Linked DNA regions of Mus musculus: all the other regions are linked to region 5. A link is a contact called in public promoter capture Hi-C data. All regions are on one chromosome and are shown on one strand. Each heading gives the region's core, a stretch centred on a gene start, on an enhancer-like site or on the middle of the called end of the contact. The rest is flanking DNA. Distances are from core to core; before and after follow the strand shown. Region 1 has its middle 21 kb from the start of Slc40a1. Region 2 holds the start of Col5a2 (collagen, type V, alpha 2). Region 3 holds the start of Slc40a1 (solute carrier family 40 (iron-regulated transporter), member 1). Region 4 holds the start of Pantr2 (POU domain, class 3, transcription factor 3 adjacent noncoding transcript 2). Region 5 holds the start of Ercc5 (excision repair cross-complementing rodent repair deficiency, complementation group 5). Region 6 holds the start of Mrps9 (mitochondrial ribosomal protein S9).

Region 1 (2,925 bases), core at 360-2,859, 1.8 Mb before region 5:
TATGAACGTGGCTTTGGTTAAGCCCTGAATCTGCAGATTTCTACAGCATAGGCAAACAGAATCTTTTCTCTGCTGGGCCCACTGCAACAGGTATGTGGCAGGTTCATCAAATCTGCCCTTCGTGAGATGGAGTTCAGTTGTCACCTTCAATTCTTTCTTCACCTCACAGTCAAGACTGTTCTCCATTGGCTGCTTCTGTGTAATGAACACTGGTAAGCCTTCACCTTCATGGGATCCAGCCCATCTCCCACACAAGTCATGTTCTTTATCTCTCCAAGGGAGTGCTCTGAGTTCGCACCTACTGGTTTGAACCTTGTGTGCAAGTAGTGTATCTAATCCCTCAAGCACAGCCTCCAAAGTCTCCATTCAGGAAACATTCAGTGACCCTTTACTGGAGATGTGGTCTAAGCACCACATCTGTGATCAGGCTTGCTGAGTGCAAGTTTAACAGACATGGTAGACAAAGATCCCTTTTACCCTCATATTAAGACATTCTGGCATCAGCCCTGGAGATTTCACAGACAGCAGATGCCAAATGTTAGGCTTGGCTGCAATCTTGCACAGGCCCTCTGCTCCCTCCCAGAGGTCAAGCTGGGGTTAGATATCTGCTCAGAGTGTTTGCAGCCATAACTGAAGGTCTGTGACCTTGTCCACTGAATAGAACCATCTGAGCAGGAAAAGATCCCAGCACTTGATGCAGGCACTTCGCCAAATGCCAGACCCACAGGAGCCGTGCAGAGCACGGAGTTAATAGGATTTTTACAACAGCTGCTGCCCTTATCTTTGCAAGCTATTGCACTGAGCAGGAGGAGGGGCAAAAGGACGGGAATGTTTACTGCCTGCAGGTTTAGAATTATGTCAGGGGTAGAACACTGGAAGGGGAAAGAGAGAAACTAAAAAACGCTTCAGTGTCAGTGGGCCAATATAGCATAGTGAATTAGAAGTTGGAAAATAGTCCTTTATTTTGTTTGTAATTACGTTTTTAAAAGAATTCTTCATTGGGTTCCTACTTGAAATCACATTCGTTGCAGCTTGTTTGTTCGTTAGTTTTTCTTGTGTTCTTTTTTCATTCTCTTTAAGCAGTTTCTTCCAACAGACTACTTTGGGTTGTCTATTAAGAACAATGAAGACACCTTCATTTTTCCTTTCCCTTTGGTTAATTTTCATTACTTGCATAAAACGATGGGATTTGTTGGGACATTTTCAGTCATATGTATATTTGGGTCTTACCCACCACTCCATCTCCTCTGTCCCTCCCCTCCCCTCTGACTCTTTCCTCTTCTCTAATGGTCTCTCTTCTACCTGTGTGTCTTCTTTTTTGTTCTTCTAGATTCCTAAAACGAGGGAAATGAAATTTTTCCCTTTCTGGTCTGGCTTATTTCACTTAACTTTCAAAGAAGTATTCCACCTGTCCCTACCTCTCCTCCACCCCACCCACCAGTAACAAACCTAACAAGCTTGTTAGTCAATGTCCTTTGTCCTTTGCCCTTTGTGAAGTAAAAAAATCCCTTTCCCATACACTTTTATAAGGAAAAGGGTGCACAACGAATTCTGAAGGTACCCACACCCAAGGCCTGTGGGTAGAGAATGAGGTGTGCTCAGGGTTCAGAGCTCAGCCAGCGAGTACATGACCCCTTGCCATGTGATGTGGACCTGTGCTGGTCAAACCTGGCACTATTAAATATTGATGATTAATCTGAAAACATACAAAAAAATTTAAGCCAACCCACCAAATAAACAAAATGCATGTGTTGCCTTTTTTTTCTAAAAGAGAGTGAGAGAGAGGATTAGCATTTTCTACTGAGGTGGTTTATGAATACGTGGATAGTATTTTCATAAAGTTAGTGATTGAGAAATGAAATTTACACAGAAATTACAAAGTCTGGAGAACCAGGGAAAACTTGGCAAACATTTGTGATGCAAATTTCAAACTAGAAAGTATTTACTACCTATCATGTCAATGTTAAGGATTTGGGCATCTCATTTCTTTATTTCATGTGCTACCTGCACTGTTGGGTTAAACAGTGATGTTTTAAAACAACTTTTAAAAAATTGTCATGATAATTCATTCCTCTTGGACAAAAAGAAAACCGTGTAGGGTTTGACTGAAATGCTCACTTCCCAACCTGTTCTGAATTTTTGGGAGTAACCACGGTAAACATTTTGTTTATTCATATATATATATTATTTTTTTTTGATGAAGTGAAAGAGATACGTCCTTGTTGTATAACCATAGTTTGTTTGCCAAGGTTTTTTCTCTACTGATCAATCTGTGAATATATCCAGAGTTTGAAGAAAGACAAAAAGTCAAGTTCACCTTGACGGTTAGTATATTTATCAAGCATTATAAAGATCTACTACATGAGTAAGTAGATATACAAATTTCCTAGTATATTTTACCATGATTAAGAAATAAATTTAGGGGACTATAGAGATGATTCAGCAGTTAGGAACACTTGCTGTTCTTGCAGAGGAGTCTGATTCACTTCCCAGCAGTCACATGCATGACACAGATCCACCTGAGTCTTCAGGCCTCTGGGAGCACATGCACACATGTGGAGCACACACTGACCACATGAATAAAAATACATACAAATTTTAAAAATAAACTTAGCCTAAGATAGTAGATAAGACCAAAAACTAAACTAAAATGTCCAAAGAAAATAAAGAAAAAACCCTGAGTTTCACCTTTTTCCATAAATTATTCGTACTTCAAAGCATTACAACTTCATCCAGGGTGCCTTCTTTCTTCCCTTTGATCCACCCTTCAGAATAATCCTTACTATCAGAATATTTCTCTTGTGCAAGATGGTAGCTCAAGACTAGAGTAGAAATGCTTGAGTCTTGTGACAGCAAGTGCATATTTTACCTGACAGGTATGAACTGTTCATCTTCCCCATACTTTAAAAATTAAAAAGTATACAT
Region 2 (3,122 bases), core at 437-2,936, 1.4 Mb before region 5:
GATTTTATGAGTATACGCATAAAATTCTGACATTGTTAGGATTCCTTTGTCCTTACAGACTTTCTACCTCCTCTTCCTCAATGTTCTCTGAGCCTTAGGTTCAAGAGTAGTTTGATAAATGTATCCATTGAGACTGGGCTACACAATTCTGCATTTTAATTGATTGTGGTTTTCTGAAGTGATTTTCATCTGTTGCAAAACAATGTTCCTTTGATGAGGGATTAACAAGAGCTTTTACATCAGGGGCTTTTTCAGCTATTATTCAAAGAATTAGAAGAAATTTGATTTTTGTTCCTTATTTAGCCCATTCATTAAGTATGAGCAAGACAGCCATGGGAACAGCAGTGTGTTGGTGAACGAATTCACTAAACAAAGGCAGGTCTTGGTGACAAGTTATTTTCAATGATACAGGGCTAGAAAGTTGTTTTTGGAACTTCTCCAGAGTTTAGTTCCACCTCTCAATTTAAAGCATCTTGGATTTCTTTATTAAGGAAATTAAATAGTAAATGAAGCCTCATATACCTATTTTAATTTATACTATCCCTTTTCTTTGCATTTATTTGGGGTTTAGTTAATTCCACACATAGCTGTATATATTGTTTGTATTTTTTTGTTTCACGTAGATATATTTTTTCAGCATTTGCATACACATGTTCCTTAAAGGTGATGGATGCTGACTTTGTTTCTAGTCTGCCATAATCCTTCCTCTATTCAGTGTGTCTCAGAGCACCTGTTCAGTGCTGAGTAACTATGAACAATTGAGTCACACATGACATGTTATGTGGGGCTTGATCCAGATCCCCCAGAACGCACACTATCAAATGAATTAGACTGTCAAAAACACTGAGGGCGTTTAAATCTGTCAAGCTTGAGTAGCACACAAAGTTAATGCCTTGCTCTTTACAGAAATATGCAGCTAGGACTACCACATTCCGTGGAAAGCTGGTGTGGGGTTCATAACAGCATCATTCACTTTTATGTAGCTCTTTGTAATTTAGAATCTAGTTAACAGCATATTGCTCAGTTTAGTGTCACCAGATCCTGCACACTGGTCAGGCCAAAGCCCCTTTTCTAACAACAACAACAAAAAAATTTGGACAGTTAAGGACTATGTATAAATTCACAAAATTGGTGAGTTGGCAGATCTGATATTGGAACCTACCCTTTCTGAGACTTAAACCAGTGTGTTTTCCTCCCTCCACAAGCTTAGTGAACATATTTGTTTTTTAACACAATAGCATGCTCTGTGACGAGGAGAACGTATAGATGTGCCTACTAAAAAGATGTGGAAATAACTCAATGTAAAGTATCTCAAGTTCATTTTGTATTGGCCATATTCTGCCTCCTTTCTTCCACAATCTTCTCAGAGCATAGGAGAGGGAGGAGGATGAAAATTGGGACAAGAATCCTTCCTCCATTGCCAAAAGAAAGGGTTAAAAAAGTGACGTTTTAAAGGCTTAAGTGGCAAAGAGAATTCTGAATTATTTAAGTGCAAAAGAAAAAAAAATCCACTAAAAGGCTGTAATCCTCCCTAAAGTTTTTTTAGTGTCTCTGGAAAAAGTCAGTGGGTGTGTGTCTGGGGAAGGGTTGGGGAGGGTGGATCAGACTCCTTCTAATAGGCTTTCTTTAAAAAAAGAAGAAAAGAAAACACACACACACTCAAACAGAAGGAGAAATAAAAGTTTGTCTCTGTTGAGAAGCTTCCTCTGTGCTTAAAATCTACAAGAAGCACTGAAAACTCAAGTCGCAGAGGCGCGCGCTCTGATTTGGTTGTTTACCATCAATCAGACGGTTGCTTGGCAGACACTGGATGGTTATGAGCCTGAACAAGCTGAAAGGGGCAGGAAAAGAAGTGGAGGCAGCATTCTTCCTATTTAAAGCTGCACCGCTTGAAAAAAGTTTTCGCAGACTGTGCCGGACCTGGTGCTGAAACAGACTGAGGCAGCGCGGGGACTGGTGCTGAAAAAGAGCCCCCAGCGGAATTCATGGTGCTACAGTGACCTCAGTATCTACTCTTCGATCCCAGGAGGACCCACATGTCTCATATTTAGACATGATGGCAAACTGGGTGGGAGCAAGACCTCTCCTCATTCTTTCTGTTTTATTAGGGTACTGTGTCTCAATAAAAGCCCAGGAACAAGAGAATGGTGAGTTTGCCTTTTGCTTTGCTTATGGTGTTTATGGCTTGGTTTGGGAACTAGATGGAATGTTAAGCTTCAGGAAGAGGATAAAGAGAAGACTCTGGTTTGAAGTTTGAGAAGGGGGCTCTAGGATTTGTAGCTTGGCTCTGGAGACTAGGCACATTTGCAAATCCGGAGCTTCTGTGCGTGCCCTGGCAAAAAGTGGGCTTCTGACATCCTGTAAGAGCCAGGATATCACCAGTCTTTTTTTTTTTTTTTTGCCGGAATGTAAGAGTGGGACGTTTAAAAGAAAACAAGAGTGCTTAAAACGGAGCCCCGGAGGCACTTTTAGTTAGAGGTCTGTCCTGTGGGCAGGCGCTTTCCAAGCAGGGAAAGCCGCTGCAGCAGAAGCTGGGCAGGGTGGAGTCTTTCCTGTGTGAACTTCAGCAGCTTCATGAAAGTCTTTGTTTAGAAAAACCTCTCCAGCAGGCAAATCCGATAGTTCGGAATTTCCTTTGTCTTTGCTCTTTATCCTCCCCTCCTAAAGTTTTCATCTCTGATCTTAAAATCGGGTTTGCCTACAGAGAGGGAGTCAAGTTTATTTCTCCATGACAGACTCTGATAGAAACCAGATTTCTTAAATTTCTGTGCTTTCCCACCCTACTGACTTGATTATCAGGACAGCATGGTTCCTGGGTGGATGGATGAAGGCAGGAAATTCTACTTGGAACAGAGTATTAAGAAGGACTTTCCCCTTAGACCCTTCCTTTCTCCCTTTCTTCTTCTCTTCCCCCGTTCCTTCTATTTTCTTTTCTTTTAAGGCATATCTTGCTTGGTTACTGTTTTGTTTTGTTTCCCCTATGTGATTTACATATGTTAGTGCTGGGATGTATTGTTAAGCAAAATGGCGTGGCTGCTATAGAATAAAACTTAAAAATAAAATAAAATGGGCCTCGTTGATATTAACGTTAACTTTTGAAGGTTGAAGTGTCAGAAACAGAT
Region 3 (3,077 bases), core at 313-2,812, 1.8 Mb before region 5:
TTGGTGACAATGGGGAACAGAAGCTCCCCATTGATGACAATGGAGAACACATCACACTTTGAAGCACGCATCAACTGAGCTCCTGTTTCTCAGAGTCTTCTGACTAGATGTGGGGGATAGCTCTTAAGGCACACTGTACTTAATGCAAAGGGCATGGAGATCCTGTTATTGGCACATACGTGCAGGGAATCAGGATAGTTTGTATTCTGAAGATCAACAAAATTAAAGGAAAGGAAGGAAGGGCTGGGGGAAGAGAGAGACAGAGAGACAGAGAGACAGAGACAGAGAGAGACAGAGAGAAAGAAACCGTCAGAACTTGCTAGATGATCCCTTCCTAAGTGCTTCATGTAAGCACACTTTAGGTTTACTCCAAAAGACATTTGGATATACTACCCCATTTTGCAACTTCAGCAGACATACCCGAACCTGCGATAGAGGAGAAAGGACTTAAACGTTTTGTGTGTCAGGAGAGAGAAAGGTTTGCAAAGGACAAAAAGCGGTTGCAGTAGCAAAGCCCTATCTCGGTTCTGCAGACCTCATCCTAACGAATCCAGCTGCACCCCGCCCGCAAAGACCTTTGGGGCTTCTGATAGAGAGTCCAGATACAAGGCCTGTGCTCATGAGTGGCTCTCTTCATTACCAGGTGTCATTCTGGCAGGGCTGGAAGAGTGCAAGCCGGTTGGAGTTTCAATGTTTAGGATCACTCTTGAAGTGTTGACAAACCTGACAAAGGTAAGGGAAGGGAAGGGCTGACACAAGAAGCAGGTATGCCCTGGGGAGGAAACGGAGGTCATTAGAGGCTTACACCTGGTGTGTATTCACCTGTCCCCCCAGGAGGCTACCAAAAGGGCTTTATCTGCACGGGGCCAGACCCAGGGTCCCAACTGGGACAACCGGTATTCCTGGTTACTTCCCTTCAGCACTTGGAGCCTGTGGAGTAGCCAAAGAGGCAGGAGCGGCTAGGGTTAGAACTCAGAGGGAAAGGACAGTGAAGGGCGCTGCCTCCTTGCAGTGCCTGTGGCACAGAAGGCGGCCTGCGTTCGATCACTGGGCTGCGCGGGGCTACATTGTGATCTTTGAGCCTGCTTCCTGAGCTTTGATTCCGCAGCTTTTGAGAGAGAGCCCTCTCTATAGTTCGGAGAAGGAAAACATTCTGCGCCGCAGGCAGGCCGGACATGACTTGTATTTACTTAGCTACCTGCATTCCGAAGGGTAGCTAGGGTGGGAGGCTCCTTTTTTTCCGCGCCAGCTCCCGCTGAGCTTTGCCTAGGGACTGTCCGGCAATCTGGTGGCCAGAGAGAAGAGCTTCCTTCTAGCACCTGCCAAACGACTTTGTGCAAAATGTTTCTGTAGTGTCCCCTCGGGGTCCGCATACAGTCCCCGTCCTACTGTGCGGGTCACCCCTTGGCTTCTCCTGCGGTAGCCCAGCCAAAGCGCAGGTTGTTTGCGCCTCCTGGGAGGGCGGTGGGAGCGTAGCTGGCGCGGACCTGGACGTCCAGCCGCGAAGGGCGGTCCCTGCTCTCTCAAGCTCCGCCCCCGGCTCCCTATAAGCCGCTGCCCTGCCCGCGGCGGTGGCGGCGGCGGCGGCGGCGGCGAGAGCAGGCTCGGGGTCTCCTGCGGCCGGTGGATCCTCCAACCCGCTCCCATAAGGCTTTGGCTTTCCAACTTCAGCTACAGTGTTAGCTAAGTTTGGAAAGAAGACAAAAAGAAGACCCCGTGACAGCTTTGCTGTTGTTGTTTGCCTTAGTTGTCCTTTGGGGTCTTTCGGCATAAGGCTGTTGTGCTTATACTGGTGCTATCTTCGGTTCCTCTCACTCCTGTGAACAAGCTCCCGGGCAAGAGCAGCTAAAGCTACCAGCATCAGAACAAACAAGGGGAGAACGCCTGGTGTCATGACCAAGGCAAGAGATCAAACCCATCAGGAAGGATGCTGTGGTGAGTTGAGTAATCGAATGTTTCAAATGGTGGGAATGCAGGTGGGGACGGGGAGATGTAGTTCCATGAGGGTTGACTTGGGTTTTGATGGAGGGTGAAGAAGAATATAAACTCATAGTTTGAATAAAAGAACTTACATATAGGCAGGGATAGAGTAACCTGGGCAGGGTGAAATTTCTTGCATTAAAAAAACAAACCCCACCAAAGTTAAGGAATGTTGAAACAAGAGTTTCTTCACTGCCTGAAGTTGGGGCGGTTATTGACCAAGAGACAACGCTGAATCTTAAGTGGATGCTATTAAGTAAACTGAATGCATCAGTCTTGTAAGTGACCTGTTTAAAAAAATCAGACTTAATTACGACCAAAAGCAAATTCTAATCTGAGCACATTGGGGTGCTTAAACACGTTTTTTAACTTGTTCTCTGTGCCTTTCTAGGATCCTTAGCAAACTACCTGACCTCAGCAAAATTCCTCCTCTACCTTGGCCACTCTCTCTCCACTTGGGTAAGTGAGAATGCACACAGTTCTTGAGACATCGTTGCACAAGCTGTTGTTTACTCTCATCGGAGACAGTTGTATTGGAGAACTTGCAGTTTTCTCATTCCGTTAAGTAAATAAATCGTTCTAAAACACATGTTTCAACAAAAACGTTGTTTTCTTCAAAGATGTTTCCCATGAGTGTTAGTAAATTTTACTTAATAGTGAAATTCTAAAGCTTTACATAGACCGACAACTGTTTGAAACAAGATCCACAAGGACAGGAAAACTTGCATAGTTACTAGGGTTGGTAAATTCTAACTGGGCCTCCTACTGAACTGGAAAGGTATTTCATGGGCCCTCTTGGGTTTACGTCTGGTACCAGCATGCAGCATTATAGAAACAGAGTACAAGGGTAGACTGGCGAAAACTGGCATAATAGGATTACAATAGTATTGTAAGATGAGTTTAAGTATACCTAATCAATGATCAAACATCTAAATGATAACAGCTCTAATCTTCGAAGTTGTTATCTGTGGCTACTTAATTTGTGGGTAGTGTTAAAAGCCACCACCCAATGAAAATTAGCTATGGATTCACAGTTCTTCCTTTGGCTTCCTATGGGAGAATCTCAGTTTTTCTGCTGGCCTGGGATCCTCTATCAA
Region 4 (3,104 bases), core at 386-2,885, 1.4 Mb after region 5:
CGCACCTCATGCGAATTCATGAGACTTCCCATCTCAGGCCCAAAAGAAAACCATAAAGACTTTGAATGATACCAGAACCCTATTCAGGCAGGTGTGACACCAGGGAACCTGGCAAGCAGTCCTACCAGGAGTGGAAGAGAAGGTCCAAGAAGCAGCCTACAACTGCCCCAGGGCTCTGGAAAGGTGAGCCTGCGAGAGTGGTCAAGTCTGGAGTTCTAGGGGACGAGAGTTGTGAGAGTAAGAGAAGGGAAGTCAAGGCTTGAGAGTGTGGATAGAGTTGGGGAAAGGACTCTCCGGAGCCCAGCCTGGGCACCTCACAGGTCCTAACCTCCACCCACTTTCAACTTTTTGCTGTTCCCGTTAGATGGCGCTCAAGACTTTCTAACCATTTGTGAAAGTGCTCCTGGTCCGGAACAAAAAGAGCCTTATCGAGAGAGAGAGTGTGGAGTGGGCGTGAGCGGGGGGGGGGGGGGGGGGGCTGGGGGGGGGGATGTGGGGGTGAAAGCACACCAGGGCGCGGGCGTCGCCTGGCACCAGGAGGAGCGGTCACGGGTCAGCTGGCCCCGGGCGGGGGTGCATCCCAGGCAGGGCCTCCTCCGCAGCGGGCCCAGAACTTTCTCTGCTTCCTCTTCCTTTCCCATTCCGCTTTTCTCCTGGTCCCTGCTGAGCAGTTGGCAGATGGGTTTCGGCCTCCGGAAGGCCGAGGACTGCACATCTATGCAGGCCCTCCGTGCTCTGGAAGAAAGAGGCCTGGAATTGAGCAGTGGCGCTGGGGTTCAGACCAATTCTCCCCACGAGTACCCCCACAAGGGTTCTGAGTTCTCAAGCTCCAGCTCTGCACATCAGCCATGGGACAGGTGCAGGTTTTGTTTTAGGCTCTCAAAGTGATGTTTCTAAGTTCCCCGAGTGCATGTTTCAAGCAATACAGAGCAAACTTTCTGGTCCCCGGGCGGATGACGCCTGAATGAAGTCAAACCACCGTCCTTTTAAAACTATAAAATGAAAGAAACTAATGAAAGGCCCTGGAAACCCTGAAGCATTAGATGTGACCACTTATTTTTAAATAATTATGCGACGAGTGATCGGGGCTTCCAAAGCTTTCCAAATATCTCTTCTTTCGCAGTCTCTAGGAAGTGTCTTGACTGTAGGCGAGCGGGTACTCTGATCTTTCCCTTCCCTTCCCTTCCCTGTTCGCCCAAGTGTTCAGGAGCTGTGTGCCCGGTTACCCCTAGGACCGGAGGGAGCAGACACCTTCCTTTGTGAGTCCCCCTGGCTGGGAACTTTCCCGCGCGGCGGGTTCCCCTTTAAGAAAGTAGCGATTGCTATGAATATTTAATGCGGAGCTGGAGCCCGTCGGGCCGAGGGGAGACCCGGCCCGCGCTCTGCGGCCGGGGCGTAGCTCTAGCTCATCCCCCACCAGTTCAGCCACGGTAGGATGAGGAGGATGAGGGTTTGCGGGAGGAAAAGCTTTGGAGAGATGGGGTGCGGGACTATGGAACCCGCTTGAGTCCAGTAGGCCAGCGCGGGTCATTTCCATAAGAAAGCCGCAACCCAGCTGGAGGCTGCGGTTCTTCATGGCCTCCCTGCCCCCACCATCATTGGCAGCGTGTCGCGGGCTTCTCTGCAGCCTAGATCTAGGCGACTGGTGTGGATTGGTGTTGATGAGATGTGGCTTCCAGCGTTGCCCGACTCAGACCTGTTTCCAGTCTGGATGGAGCGGACCGACTGTGTGGGGTGAGTCCAGGGTGCGGCGGAGCCAGTAAGAGTTGAGGAGAGCGCGGGGAAGCTAGTCCGTAGTGGGCACCTCGGATTAGGAAGTCCTGAGAAGTACTCTGAAGCGGGGTGTGAAGAGAGAGTACTGGGAGAAGGCCTAGGAAGCTAAGCCGTCCTTGCTGCCCCTCTCAAATCCCCGGAGCTTTCGCTTTCAGTGGGTGACCCTCTTCCAGCGAAGGGATGGAAAGTGAACTTGGTCGGGCATTTGATCTAGCTAGCAAAGCGGTTCTTTTCTGTGTACATTGAGTACATTGAGTTTCTTCTCTGCTTTCAAGAGCCCACGCACGATGGCCACGCATCTTCAGGTCTATCAAACACACACACACACACACACACACACACACACACACACACACACACACATACACACACACATCTAGAGAAATTAAAACCTAGATCTATAGTGTTCAAAAAAAAAAAAAAAGCAAAGCAGAGGAGATAATGTGTGAGACAGCCGTCTTCACTTTGCCTTCTATTGGGAAAAGTTGCCTGAGAAGGAATAACTTCCCTTTTATGGATTCTGAACCACCTGTACTTTGCTACAAAGCTTAGTTGGGTCACAAATAAAACACCAGTTACATCGAGCAATGAAACCAATTACAACTATTAACAACTTTATTACTTATGATTAGACTTGAGAACTTTAAACTCAGACAATATGATCGAGTTATTTTTCAAACCAGCTAAGATTTTTACACCATCCCTCCCCACTCCACTTCCTACCCCTGTCCCCAAGAAGTAAGAAGAGTAGAAATGATATTTCAGGGAGTTTGTATGTATCCGTGGTCAATATTATATTTGTTTCTTTTAGTAAAGTTTGTTGCTTCTTGTACCTAATGGTACCTTGATTCCTGATTCTGTCGAGTTATGGAGAGCATAATTGAAGATGGCTGGTTACAACCGACTTGGTTTGGATGTGGAATTGGGGCAAGCACTCTCTCCCAGTACTCTAGTAATGCTGAAAACCCAAATCTATTTAAAAGGACAAGTTGTTTTAACTTCTACCACAGATGGGGTGAGAGGAACAAGTGAAACTCAACAGCTAAGGAGAAAATGAAGAACTAGTGCTACGTTTTCCACGTTCTTTTTGCTCCGGGGTTGACATGGCATTTGGTGAGTCTTTCCTGAGACTGTGGCTGTCTGGAGAGGGGAAAGTATCAGAGAAGTTTTACCAGTCTTAAGGCTACCTCCAGGAGGCTGTCCACCACTTCCCTCTGTCTCCATGCCAGCCTCTTGTTATCCCCAAGTGGAAATCCCTGCTCAGTTGTGTGTGCAAGGCTTGGGGCAAAGGAGGAAATTAAATTGCTGTCCACAGTAAGAAAAACGGAGCA
Region 5 (2,823 bases), core at 210-2,709:
ATGCTAGGATGCTTAACTTCCTAATTGTTTATAAGGGCTGGAAGAGAAAATAACGTAACTCCTTGATGGTGTTGTCAGCAATACTTTCTCACAAAGATGTGAATGGAACTCTGGTTTATCATACATACTAAGAAAGTGCTCTACCACTACTAAAACCCTTTGATGAGAATTTAAGAACCCCCTCACTAAAAATTGTTCTTCCATCATAAATAATGAAGAAATCCTTAAACAGCAGTGACGCCGAGAAACCACTAGGGTTTATGGTACCCTGTGCAAAGACTTGTAAGACAAATTTTTAATTTTTGTCATTGATGTATTTGGCATAAAATGTGATTTTTCAAAACTGCAAGTTCTCCATTAATTATAAGCTGGGCACATCGTGAAGAACTGACATAGTTTACAGAATGGCATGGCATGCCACCACCTACGGACACACGTCCAGGCATGTACGCACATTCAGCAACTATTTACAGGAATTTCTAGTTTTCATTAAGAAAACTATGTAAAAGTACCTTCTAAGATAAAAGAGGCACTGTGAAACGGGCCGTGGAACAGATAAACGTAAACAAAACTTCAAAATTGGTATCACATTTTCAAAGTGGGAGAAAAACAAAACTCCAATGACACAAAACTAAAATGCACACACCCATCACAGAAGCTGGAGGAAACTAATTCACTATACACCGTATGAACTTTTTTTATTCCAACAAACAAGAGGTAACTATTCAAAAAGGAGGGTGGGAGGGTTCGGAACTCTTCTTTTTTTTCCCCCCCTCTACTCTGACAGAATGACTTCTCAGATGTACAGTACTACGGAGCCTGACGCTATACCAAATTTTATCATTTAAATCTCCTTATTCTCCGCGACAACTCTGTAGCCACTCTGCTGTGAGAACTAAAGCATAGGGGGCACAAAATGGGCCGGCCTAAGGAGCGCAGGCCTGCACTCTAGATAGACAGACACCCAATCGACCCCCAGCACCAAGTCCCGGACGAAGCCCAGTCGCCGAGCAGGCGCTCATCCGGCGCTCCGGAGCCGCCTTGAAGGATACCCACGGCCAGCACCTTGCCCTCCAGCGCCTCCGGGCTGACCCGGTGGCCCGAGCACTCCAGCAGCTTCCACAGCCCCTGCACTCCCATGGCGCAGGCGCTCTCTCTCGGCCGGGCTCGCGGGGCCTTTGTTTCCCGTTAGGATAAAGGACGCGCCCCGCACCAGCACGCAGCGCCACCAACTCACGCAGAGCCCACCGCTCTCCGCCTGGAACCCGCTGTCACCAGGGCTTGAAGGAGGAACACGGCGCTGACGCACTTCCGGAGCGGACCCGGTCTCCCGAAAGAACAGCGGAATTTAAATGTGGTGGGAGGAGCAGAAAGGTTTCAGCCCCAGTACTGGCACGCCTAAAAGTACTGAGAAGCAGCACCGGTGACGCCAGCGCCGAGCCTTCCTCCGGTCGCGAGTGATTTCTCCCGCTGACCAAACGATGAAACCTCTTGGCTTCCAAGTGAACGCGAGGGTTGGGATTCCCGCGTTGACACTTGACACGTAAATCCCACGCCCGAGCACTCCCGAAGTCAGTGTGTGTGGCGATTCGGTTTTGAATCTGTGCCTCTGTTCGGCTGACTGTTAGGCGCAAAAAGTGTTTGCACATATTGGCTTTCTTAATGGAGTGAGGTCTCCTTTGTGCATTTTCAGTATCAGTCTCCCCATTGCCTCCCCAGCTTTGCCGATTTGGCGCCAAGTATTGGGTTCGACAAGAAAAGAACGGAAAGATGAGCATCTTGACTTTGGTGAAGGCAAATATTTTCACAACGTGCAGTAACTGGATGGCAGTACAACGCAGTGCTTAACTTTGAATTTCCTCCAGCATCTGAAACTTTGAGTTCCACAATTGGGAAAAATGACTTGGGGCAGAGTAGAGCCAGGAAAAGACACGATATGCACATTCTAAATCGAATGCAGCCCTTTGAGGCCTTACTATAGAGTTAGCTCTGTGGAGATTACGTTTCTTCAGAATTTCTTCTCCGTCATCTGTAAGCAGTACAAAAGAACAATCTTTTACCGAGCAGAGTGAATATGGGCAAAGCACTTAGCATACAATGGCTCAATTTTGATGGACGGTATTGTAATTATTCAAACCCAGTAAAAAGATTGATAAGAAACAATAGATAGCCCGACATGGTGGCACAAATATCTGGGAGATGGGCAGGAATATCACAAGCTCAAGACTCACATGGCCTTGTCTAAGAAAAAAAAAAAAAAGGAAGGGATAGAAGTAGATAATTTCTGGGGAAAAAAATTCATTTACAGCTGAAGTCTATCAGAAGTCAAATTTTAGCAAAAACGTATCTATGTCCAAACAGGTGGTTTACAGTTTAGCATTCCCTCAATGTGTAAAATTACGGACTTTTGCATTTTAGTAAAGTCGTATTTTACTGAAGGCAATTTAATTGCCTGTTTAATTTTTATCACTTCCAGCAGTAGACTGTAAACATGTTGAAACTGGTATCAATCTTGATGAGTGTTACACCCCTTCCTTAGTAGTGCATAGCGGGAGTTCGTCAATGTTGCTTAAGTGACCTCTCAAGTCTCAGGTCTGATGCTCCCCAGGACATTTTGCATCCTGTGGAAAATATTTGGAGTAGAGGTCATGCAGATGATAGTTCAGATCTTGGCTGGACCGCGGAATTACTATGTATTCAGGTCAGTATCCATGTAGAATTCAAAATTCACGTGTTGAATATAAGTACTGCACAATGTGCCTGTATTCAAAGTGATTTTTAGAAAATGATTGTCAAAACAATAAGGCCATTAGGCACCTAAGG
Region 6 (2,818 bases), core at 91-2,590, 1.3 Mb after region 5:
AAGAATAAAGAGAAAGAAGAAGGGTACACTAGGTTCAGAATATAGGAGAGTGAGAGCCACCTGCCCATATAATCATTACCAATAAACATATTTTGTATGCTACAGTTCCTCTCATATGCAATTATGTGTCTCAAAGAGATGTATAGAAGAAATAAAAATGTCCAACACATTTTCCAATTTTCAAAACCAAGAAACCCAGATGTTTAACAGATCAATGGACAAATTGGTTTATGTTACAACATCAAATAACAGAAAAAGGTGGCCAGTCATTTTGTAAAACAGTTCTAAGATCCAGCGTTTAACTTCTCGGCAATATCTGGTGGTAGTACTGCTTTTCCAACATTTCGTACTCTTTCTACTCAAACTGTTCTGTTTTCCAACCCCCACTTGTTTGACCGCGTGTTCTCAATCTCTTGAGACCTCTCTTTCGGCCTGTTCATCTGCCTACTCTTGCAGGACACCATCTGCGCGCTATTCCCTGGGTTTCCATTAGAACCTGCAAGGTAACAGGACTTCAAAGTTAGGTCTCCTCCTGTGTCACGGGCACACCCACCGAAAGGACTACTGGAAATCTCCGGTAGAATATGCCACAGACACTTTAAGTGCAATTACAGCCGAAGCTCGTTTTCTCCCACTTTTAATGAGCCACATTAAACGGGCGACAAGCAAAGACTCAAGCTAGAAATCCCAGCTTCACACCGACCCCGGAATTGAGCGAAGCGGTCAAATTCTGCTCTCCTAATGTCACACACACACACACACACACACACACACACACACACACACACACAAGTTTCGGGAAAATTACAAAAACTGAAATTCCGCAAACGCAGAGCACTTGTAAAAAGTCTCAGTTCGCTCCACAGACTGACTCTGCCCAGGACATCTTCCGGGTCGCGCAGAGTTCGGCTCCCCTTCTCCCCGGGACGAATCACAAGACCCAGGCAGCCACCCAACTCCATCTGCCGAACCCTTTGCTCCTCAAAGCCCAGGGAGAGGCTGCAGAGGATCCGTCCGCGGCCGATTCCCCGATCCCCAAGCGTGACCTCCGACCTCTACCTTGAGGGCTCTGGCAGCCCTGGAAGGTGGGCCGGCTTCACGTCACCCTACCACACGGACCGCCAGCTCCAGCTCCCAGGACCTTACCTGGAACCTGGTCCCTGTCTGCCAGCCAACCGCCGAGGCTGTCCAGTACCCGGGCCTCTGGCAGAGGCTAGCTCTAACAGCGGGAGTGAACCAAAGGGAAAGCACTCGGCCGCAGGACACACAGGGGGCGGCCATGTTGGCCGTAAGAAACATCCTGGCGGGAGGGGAAAGGGGTGGAGCCTGGAGACTGCGCAGGCGCAGACCTCCCAGGCGGAAGCGCTTCCTTAGCAATTGCAACTAGGGGCGGAGTTCTGTAGTCCAGCCCCTCGCCGCTGATTGGGTGCGCGGCAGCAGGTTGCCTTGCACATGGCTTTCGGCTTACTAGCAGCTGTAGTCCTAGCTGAGTTCCTGGTACCCACGCTCAGACAAGCCTTCCACAGTCTTATTCTCACTCCAACAATCCAAGCTGGCTTTCCTGTCCGCTTGCCTTCCCGCAAGGGCCTTCTGCTCCCCCTTGAACTTGCCCGTTTTAAAGATCTGTTTCAAGACATTCTTCTTCCAGCAACTAACCATTCTGGCTTCCAACACATTGTGTTGACTCTTAGCTGTCTGACCCACAGGCTGAGGAAAAGCACCTCCCTGCTCAACTTCATGGCTCTCCCTGATTGCCTCTGAGCCTTAAAGCCATTAAGAGTGGCTGCAGACACAGGAACTGTCTTTGCCTTCTGAAACTTGAACTTCCTAACCCTAAGTCTAGGGTTATCTCTACCAGATACAAGTGGTTGAATAAATCACTCTTAAAGGGTTTTCCAATGTTGAAAATTATCATTGAATAATTTGATAATGTTGAAATTATCATTAGAAGTTTAAAACATACTCAGAAAACGAGATCAAGGTGACCGAGTAAGAGGCTGAGAAGTTAAAAACACTCTATGTTCTTTCAGAGGACCTGGGTTTGGTCCCCAGAACTCTTGTGGAAAATCACATCTATCTATCTATCTATCTATCTATCTATCTATCTATCTATCTATCTATCACATCTATCACATCTATCACATCTATCTATCTATCTATCTATCACATCTATCTATCTATCTATCTATCTACCTATCTATCTATAATTACAGCTCTAAACAATCTGACACCTTCTCTGAATTTCAAGGGGATCAACCATGTCTGTGATGTACAGACACATATACATACAAGCAAAATATTTATACATGTAAATTAGAAATCTGTTTTTTAAGTTATGAAGTAAGTGCTGGCATCGTACAGTTATCACCTCATAAAACAGCTCTAGGGAAATAGAAATTGCATAGCTTCAGAAAAATAGAAGAAAAAAAACCCCTCCAAATAGGATGCTTGTAGTAAAGGGGGGAAATCATTATTTTCCCCTTTGTTTGTTTCCTTTACATTAGTGAAAATCTCTTCATTCAGTGGCAGAAGTCCAGGACTAGTATTTGGAGAAGAAGAATAAGTTAGAGGCGAGGCAGTGCTGGCCAGAAAAGCAGGTAGGCTAACTCCAGATCTTTACCTCTCCCTCTATCTCTCCAAATCCAATCCTCTAGTCTTATCTGTAGCAGAACTGCTGTGGCCTCTTCTCACTCTCTGATCCCATTCCCAGGGGACTAAACAGACCCTGGTAGATCACCCACCTTCCCTCCCTCTGCAGCCCTCCTTACTTCCTCCCCTCCAGCCCATCTTCATTCCTAAATGTCAGCTCTCAATACCA

Evidence for each region. Promoter capture Hi-C pulls out the DNA fragments that hold promoters and counts their contacts.
Region 1: a promoter capture Hi-C map of liver shows a contact between it and region 5, with 5 times the contacts expected there. The contact joins the enhancer-like site here to the promoter of Ercc5 in region 5. A contact is called at or near these places in 4 of 39 promoter capture datasets (embryonic stem cells, hippocampal neurons and liver) and 1 of 115 datasets of contacts at active chromatin or transcription factors (astrocytes).
Region 2: a contact with region 5 is called in a promoter capture Hi-C map of 3T3-L1-derived adipocytes, with 5 times the contacts expected there. The contact joins the promoter of Col5a2 here to the promoter of Ercc5 in region 5. A contact is called at or near these places in 9 of 39 promoter capture datasets (the 3T3-L1 cell line, 3T3-L1-derived adipocytes, the HPC-7 cell line and 6 more) and 2 of 115 datasets of contacts at active chromatin or transcription factors (astrocytes and fibro-adipogenic progenitors).
Region 3: a contact with region 5 is called in a promoter capture Hi-C map of liver, with 2.9 times the contacts expected there. The contact joins the promoter of Slc40a1 here to the promoter of Ercc5 in region 5. A contact is called at or near these places in 6 of 39 promoter capture datasets (cranial neural crest, embryonic stem cells, frontonasal cranial neural crest and 2 more), 1 of 115 datasets of contacts at active chromatin or transcription factors (astrocytes) and 1 of 9 other capture datasets (macrophages).
Region 4: a contact with region 5 is called in a promoter capture Hi-C map of the C10 cell line, with 5 times the contacts expected there. The contact joins the promoter of Pantr2 here to the promoter of Ercc5 in region 5. A contact is called at or near these places in 2 of 39 promoter capture datasets (the C10 cell line and pre-B cells).
Region 6: a promoter capture Hi-C map of pre-B cells shows a contact between it and region 5. The contact joins the promoter of Mrps9 here to the promoter of Ercc5 in region 5. A contact is called at or near these places in 7 of 39 promoter capture datasets (the C10 cell line, the HPC-7 cell line, hematopoietic stem and progenitor cells and 2 more), 1 of 484 Hi-C or Micro-C datasets (CD4 T cells) and 2 of 9 other capture datasets (liver and macrophages).

Annotation. Positions count from the first base shown.
Region 1 is chr1:45,903,070-45,905,994 of GRCm38.p6, reverse strand. It overlaps the pseudogene Gm18303. Among named protein-coding and RNA genes, the nearest start is that of Slc40a1, 21 kb to the left of the region's middle. Within about 2 kb of position 1,609, at least 64 of the 459 cell types and tissues checked have an H3K27ac peak or open chromatin away from gene starts, as enhancers often do. A contact at or near this core is called in liver, where this site is marked.
Region 2 is chr1:45,501,846-45,504,967 of GRCm38.p6, reverse strand. It overlaps Col5a2 (collagen, type V, alpha 2), which reads left to right and starts at 1,686. Exons shown (of 54, transcript NM_007737.2): 1 at 1,686-2,147. The coding sequence starts at 2,054.
Region 3 is chr1:45,924,079-45,927,155 of GRCm38.p6, reverse strand. It overlaps Slc40a1 (solute carrier family 40 (iron-regulated transporter), member 1), which reads left to right and starts at 1,562. Exons shown (of 8, transcript NM_016917.2): 1 at 1,562-1,935; 2 at 2,372-2,439. The coding sequence starts at 1,893.
Region 4 is chr1:42,711,985-42,715,088 of GRCm38.p6, reverse strand. Pantr2 (POU domain, class 3, transcription factor 3 adjacent noncoding transcript 2) reads left to right here and starts at 1,635. Exons shown (of 4, transcript NR_110495.1): 1 at 1,635-1,734; 2 at 2,784-2,886. The region is part of intron 1 of Gm46091 (predicted gene, 46091); the gene reads right to left.
Region 5 is chr1:44,146,380-44,149,202 of GRCm38.p6, reverse strand. Ercc5 (excision repair cross-complementing rodent repair deficiency, complementation group 5) reads right to left here and starts at 1,459. Exons shown (of 15, transcript NM_011729.2): 1 at 1,053-1,459. The coding sequence starts at 1,140.
Region 6 is chr1:42,849,755-42,852,572 of GRCm38.p6, reverse strand. It overlaps Mrps9 (mitochondrial ribosomal protein S9), which reads right to left and starts at 1,340. Exons shown (of 11, transcript NM_023514.4): 1 at 1,147-1,340. The coding sequence starts at 1,281.